Linked DNA regions of Gossypium hirsutum: region 1 is linked to region 2. Evidence: chromatin contacts called from public Hi-C data. All regions are on one chromosome and are shown on one strand. The core of a region is the stretch at or near the end of the contact, and the rest is flanking DNA. Distances in the headings are between cores, read along the strand shown.

Region 1 (3,594 bases), core at 189-2,688, 230 kb after region 2:
CATCCGTCTGACACACTATCTCTCATTGGATATGTTGATGCCAATTGGGGATTGGATTTTGATGATCGTCACTCTACGACAGGATATTGTGTGTATTATGGAAATAAATTTGTTTCATGGCGTTCGAAAAAGCAACAAGTTGTTTCGCGGACGACAGTTGAGGCTGAATATCGAAGTTTGGTTGCAACCACCAGTGATGTTACATGGTTAGTCTCTCTGCTAACGGAGTTACAAATTCATTCTGATAATTCGCCTGTTATTTGGTGTGACAATTCTGGTGTGGTAGCTATTGCTACTAATCTGGTCTTTCACTCCAAGTTCAAACATGTTGAGCTTGACCTATTTTTTGTTCGTGAAAAGGTAGTTGAGGGTTCGTTCATTATCAACGAGGTGCTAGCTTGTGACCAGGTTGCTAACATTTTCACAAAACCCCTGCCTGTCTCTTTGTTTACTCAATTTCGTCATTTTCTTCGAGTTTTACCTATTGAGAATTTGGATGAATGTTAAGTATAGGATAAGTTAGGTTGTTAGCAATTTGTTATACAAACTGGCATACTGTTAATAGAGTTTGTTAGCAGCAGTTAGTCATTCTTTCATGTATATAAGTCCTACTACTATACTGATCAAATCAACCAAAGAATATCATAATATTCATTCATATTCACTCTGTATTTCTTCATTTTCTGTACTTACTAACAATAATAAGTATAAATTACATAAAAATTCTACTCCTAATGAATATTAGAGTTTTAATGTACATCAAATTTATCTTAATCTCGATAAACATCCACTTAATAATAAAATATTCATTTTTAAAAACCCAGAATTTGAAGTCTGTCAAAATGACACGCTTTCTGTCTATCTTATGACACTTTTTTTTAAAATGTTTTCTTTTGGCTTTCTGTTTTGATTCTTTCGCTTCTTTTGACTGGTTTTACTTAGTTTCCTGTTCATTTGAGTGTTTTGGTATGGAAGAAGAATTAGCAAATCTGAGACTGTTGGATGAAGAAGAGAAGACGTTCCAATAGAAAGCAGCGGTGGTAGATCGGAGCTATCAATTCTGCTTGGTAGGGAGATGTCTCATGGACAGTGTGGTCCATTTTCCCTCACTACGTAATACTATGGTTGATTTGTGGCACCCAATTGGAGGAATATGCATCACGGATCTAGGAGACAAAAGGTATATTTTTCAGTTTTTCCATGAGGTTGATGTGCAACGGGTTTTTTCTGGTTCACCTTGGTTCTTCAACAATCATTTGTTGATCCTACAAACAATACAAAAAGGAGAAAATCCATCAAATATAGTCTTAAATTTCACTGATTTTTTGGTTCAAATCCACGAATTACCTCCAGGTTTAATAACGAAAATGATGGCCAAACAATTTGGTGATTTTTTGAGAAAGTTTCTTAAATACAACACCTCAATTCCAATCATGGGTTTGAAGAAATTTATGCGCATCTGTGTCTGCTTGGATGTTTCTTCCCCGTTGAAAAGAAAGAAAAAGATCCAAATTGGTAATGAAATTATTATTTATGCTCGTTTTCAATATGAAATATTGAGTTTATTTTGTTTTATTTGTGGCAAGTTGGGACACGGTGAAAGTTATTGTCCACTTTGATTTTGCATAGAACCAGCCAAGATTGTATTTGGTTGGGAAGTGTCCTTGCATGCTGTGTCGCGGCCGCGAAGCATGGTGGCGAGTAGGTGGCTCCGACAGGCTGATGGATCACAGTGGAATAGTGAGAGTATGGAATGTAATAATCAGAGTCGTAAATGGGGGAAGGATTTGGGGCGTAACTCAATGGGGGAATCATGGAATCAATTTTCAAATCCCAAATTTATCTCTTCACAATCAAGTCATCATATTCCTTTTAAAGAGCCTGATAGCTGGCGTAATATTGACAGTGGGGTTTTAACTAATGAGGATTCTAGTTATGGGCCAACAAATTTAATTTTGGAGGAAAATGTCCCTTTAGTTAATTTAGAAGGAAAAAAACATCAGAGGGTAATGGAAGGACTTTTAACAGCTGCAGAGAATAAAGTGGATGCAGGAATTCTTGATTTAACAGCTAGCTCTAGGGAACAGAGCAGCCGAATGCAATGAAATACTTAGCTGGAATGTTCGTGTTTGGGGAGATCACGAACTATTAAGAGGCTCAAGAACAAATTGAGAGTCATTAATCCCCGAATTTTGTTTCGTATTTAAACAAAGTTAAGTGCTAAAATGATGGAAGCAATTTAAGTGTGGGTTTGATAATGAGATTGATGTGGGGGCTTTGGGCTCAAAAGGAGGCCTATCTTTGGGTTGGAAAGGAAATTCTTTAATTCAGCTAAAGAGTTTTTCTTCCTCCCATATTGATGTTGAGGTGCATGACGATGAAATTGACGCAATTTGGCGCTTGACGGGTTTTTATGGAAATTCGAATGAAAGAAATAGGAGAGAGTCGTGGGATCTTCTTTGACATTTAGGGCAGGACCAAATGACTCCTTGGATTGTGATGGGGGATTTTAATGAAATCACGAGTTCTTTGGAAAAGAAGGCTGGGAGGCTTCGAGCAGAATGCCAGATGCAAGAATTTAGAACAGCAATGGAAGATTGTGGACTCAATGATCTAAAGTATATTGGTAGATGGTTTACGTGGGAATGAGGAAGGTTTTTGTCAACCAACATAAGGGAGAGGTTGGATCGAGAGTTGCATCATTGAGTTGGGTTAATATTTGTCCTAATTATCAATTAGAACATCTGACCCATTCTTTCTCAGACCATTGTCCGATTTTAATTGACACCATGGGAAGGTAAAAGCATATTCTGTTTTACAGCGAAAGTTCTTTTCAGTTTGAGGCAAAATGGGTTTTAGAAAATTCTTTTGATGAGAAGATTAAAAGAAACTAGGAGAGTATTTTGGGTAGTGTTCCGGATAAGCTTGTGAGTTTGGGACATCAAATTCAGAGATGGAGCAGGCATAGAATTAGAGAGCGAAAGATTAAACGTATGGACCTTGAAACTCAAATTTCTTTACAACCGAGATCCAACAGATGAAATTCTTGCTGAAATAACATATATTCTAGTGGGGCTTAACTTAGAGGCTGATCAAGAAGAAATTTTTTAGGAACAACGGGCCCGAGTCAATTGACTGAAAAATGAAGATAGAAATAAGAGTTACTTTCATCAAATAGTTGTTCAACGTCAATCACGAGGTTGAATCAAAGAATTAGAAAGGGCGAATGACGAAAGGATTTCTTCGACTGAGGAGATGCTTACACTTGCTTCAATGTTTTTTGGCGACATATTTTTGGTTTCAGAGATGGGATTAGATGAACGTGTTTTCAGTTTAATGGAGAAAAGAGTCACCAATGATATGAACGCTTACTTACTTAAGCAATTTAGGGAGGAGGACATCACTTATGCGGTCAAAATTATGGCGTCGTTGAAAGCTCCTAGCATTGATAGATTCTCAGCTATTTTCTTTCAAAGGTACTAGCATCTTATTGGTTCTAAAATTTCAAGTTATTGTTTATCTGTTCTAAATGGGAATTCTGAAATAGAAGCTATTAACAAAACCCGTATAGTTTTGATCCCTAAAATAGATAAA
Region 2 (3,441 bases), core at 231-2,730:
ATGTACTAAAATATTAAATAATATATATTTTTTTATATTATAAGAGAAGGGTAAAGTCCTAATAGCAATGCGAATAGAGCAACTCAAATCCAGACTACATATTGGACAGTGAACATTTTAACCATTAGGCTAATACACCTAAATCAATAACTTACCAAATAAATTATTTTAACCAAAACTAATCCAACAGAAATGAGCTACCTAAATCAAATAGTTGGTTAAGTGGTTATTAAATGTAATGAAAGAAAAAGAAAATATTATAATAATTCTATTAAAACTCACTTTCAACCACTAACTTATGATATATATAAGATGCAGATGAAAAATAAAATTATGGAATAAATATTTTTATAAAATTAATATAAATTAATGAATAAAGGTTTTTATTTTAAATGGTAAAATAAATATATTAAAAATTATAATATTTTGAGTTCAAATATCATTATGAATACTATTTTTTATGTAAAAGATATAAAAAAAAATAAAATACACCCTCAAAATAATTAAATATCAATGACATTTAGTGATTATTCAACTGCATTGATACTCAAATTTTTGGTTTTATTATTGTAGAATTTGAAACTCAAGTCAAATTTTAATCTTCAACTTAGCAAAATAAAATAAAATAAAAGGAAAAGGATACAATATTTGATAAGAAATTGATGAATGAATGGAGAAAAAAAAGTTAATCCTATAATTGAAACTGAAGCAAAATTCACGTACCAAATTTAAATTCAAGTTTTAAATGGCATTTTAGCACTATAATAATATCAAGTTTAAATTTTGTTATTAGTCCCTAAACTTTTATGAAATTGTAGATTTAGTTTTTATATTTTAATTTGGTCATTTTTAGTCCTTCTACTTTTCAAATTTAAAAATTTCAGTCTTCACCAAATGATAATTGTTAAATTTATTAAGTTATGCTATTTCCAAAATTTGATGCGGCTAATATATTATCATATGTATAATGCTATGTCAACTTGTTACTTTCACATATTTATCACAAAAATCCAGTCAATGGATTAAAGGCCATCATTTATATCAATATTAGAGTTTTAAAATTCAAAAAAATATAGAGGCTTAAAATGATTCAATTAGAGAATAGTGACTAAATTTACAACTGTATACATAGTACATGACTAGTAATTGAATTTAATTAAATAGAACGGTTATTATTTGGGTCCAAGCTAAAATTTTAAAATTTAAAAAGTACAAGGACTAAAATTAATCAAATATAAGGACTAAATATGTAAATTTTGCAAAGTACAGGGACTAATAGCAAAATTTAACCTAATATTAAATCTCTGAACCTAATTGCCGTTAGGATTGGGTTCAAAGAGCAGACGACCTATCCCTGTCTCCAAACAACCCTTCAACCTACAGCCTTCTTCAAAACGAAGCGTTTTAGTCCTTCAAATATTTTTTAATTATTTTTTCTTTTAAATTTTTTTTACTATATATATATATATTTGTTTATACATATCAAATCAAAATAGTTGAAAAACTCGTAAGTAAGTAAATAAATAAATAAATAGAATCCTCCAAATATTAAAAAAAGAGAAGAAATTTCGAAGGCTTTGAAAAAAAAAAAAATCGAACGAAGAAGAATAATTTGTTAAGCGATCGATCTGTGGATTACAATGGAAGTGCCTGTCTCATGGGATGCTCTACGCAAACAGGTGTGGTTTAATTCTGTTTGATTAGAAAAAAATATAATAATTTTGGCATCGAAAAAACCTAGGGTTATATAATTCTAATTAGATTTTATTGAATTTGGTGTGAATTGTGGAGGAAGTTTAGGTTTCTTTATTTGGTATTTTTAGAAATTTTCAATGAAGTAAACGATTTTTTTTTTGTTTTTGTTTTATCAGATCTTCAAAATTTCTTCATTTTTTTTTGAAGTAGTTGAGTTTTCTTTTCGGAATTTGTTCAAATGAAATTGAAATCTGGAAATTCAATGTACTGAACCTGTTTTTTTTCCCCCCTCTATTTGGGTAATTTTATGGGGGAAACAACTATAGATTTTGGATTTGTTGCTTGTAGAGAAAAGTTAAAACTTTTTGTTAATTTCCAACTCTGGATCTGTTTATACTAATTAAAGATTTAGCTAAGATTTACTGTTTTACTAAAACTTATTGCACTTTTTGTTTGTTCATTTAATTTTGAGAGATCTGTGGGCCGTGGGGGTATAATTCTCCTAATATATTAAAAAGCTTAGAAAAAATGAGCATAGTTGTGTTAAACACATACTCATATCTGACACCAGTTAACATAGGTTTCATGTGTTTCTGTTTTGTCTTTACTTTGCATACTTTTTGCCCTAAATGAATGGTCCGGTCTATGGTGTCTGTGAATCTAGTTTCATCTCTAATTACAAAGAGATCAACGTCTTTTTTTAAAAATTTATCTTTTCTGTTGAGAGTTTACCTGTGAGGAGGAAATGCTGGAAGTTTCCTATAGCAATTGATGAAGACGAATTTTGAATTTCTTTGTTAATATATTTACTTTATCTTCTGGATTTTCTGTGTGGTTGATATTGCAATATAATAAAACTAAATCCAATTTAACCTTGTGTCAATTTACTTGATGGCAACTAGAATTCGAGGTATTAGTGATGTCATTCAATTAAATATGATGATATCAGTGTTCGATTAGTTTGCTATCTTAACTGGTGTAGATGAGAGTGATGGCTGATAAGAGTTAATTGATTGCCTTCCCTGAATAAGGTAAACGGGATTCTATTAAAAATATAAATGGATGACTTTTCTGTGTAAGTCCATATTTTGATGTAGAGTTCCATTTGAAATTTGACGGTGGGTGTGAAGGCTTGCCTGAATATCATTAGGTTCCTAGTCTGCAAGGATATATCAAAATTGAAAATTTTTAACTTTCTTTAAGAATTTGAACTGTGTCAAAATTTAAAGGAACCATATATGTGGCTGTTATTTCTCCTCTAACTTGCTGATTGAATTTGATTTTAGACTGAAATTGCTTGAGTGGTTGTCCCGCATAAAATCACATATCTTCCTTATTGGTTGAGGATAAGCCTTCTTGTTGTAAATTGTAATAGACTTCTTTTAAGAAGTTCTTTAAGGAGAAAATGAACTGTAATGTTTCATTTCCTGCATTATCTAATTAACTGGGTTATGAATTTTGTAAGTTTTAGTTGCCATGCGTAGCATCAGTGCATTACCATTCTAGCTTATATAACTGGTTCAACAATCAACCTTACATTAGACAAGGTACAATACACTTCCTGATAATCTTTTTAGGTTAAGACTGGAAGAGTATGATTTGAGTCACCAATATCAAAATATTGTTGAAAGAGGTGCTTCATTATTTTTCCTCTCCGAATATTTCATTTAGATTTTCAAATTCTAGTGGCAATTAATTTGACATCCTTAAATTTATGGCATTGAGATTATGCCATTGAAATGACCT

What was found. Hi-C and Micro-C count contacts between places; a contact is called where the count stands out from the background.
Region 1: a contact with region 2 is called in a Hi-C map of leaf, with 2.3 times the contacts expected there. The contact joins the enhancer-like site here to the promoter of LOC107934644 in region 2. A contact is called at or near these places in 12 of 34 Hi-C or Micro-C datasets (callus, hypocotyl, leaf and 2 more).

Annotation. Positions count from the first base shown.
Region 1 is chrA06:125,537,768-125,541,361 of Gossypium_hirsutum_v2.1, forward strand. LOC107943777 (a long non-coding RNA gene) reads right to left here. Exons shown (of 4, transcript XR_001696056.2): 4 at 651-1,265. Among protein-coding and RNA genes, the nearest start is that of LOC107943777, 4.7 kb to the right of the region's middle. Within about 2 kb of position 1,439, at least 6 of the 9 cell types and tissues checked have an H3K27ac peak or open chromatin away from gene starts, as enhancers often do.
Region 2 is chrA06:125,307,407-125,310,847 of Gossypium_hirsutum_v2.1, forward strand. It overlaps LOC107934644 (Golgi SNAP receptor complex member 1-1), which reads left to right and starts at 1,481. Exons shown (of 5, transcript XM_016867122.2): 1 at 1,481-1,679. The coding sequence starts at 1,641.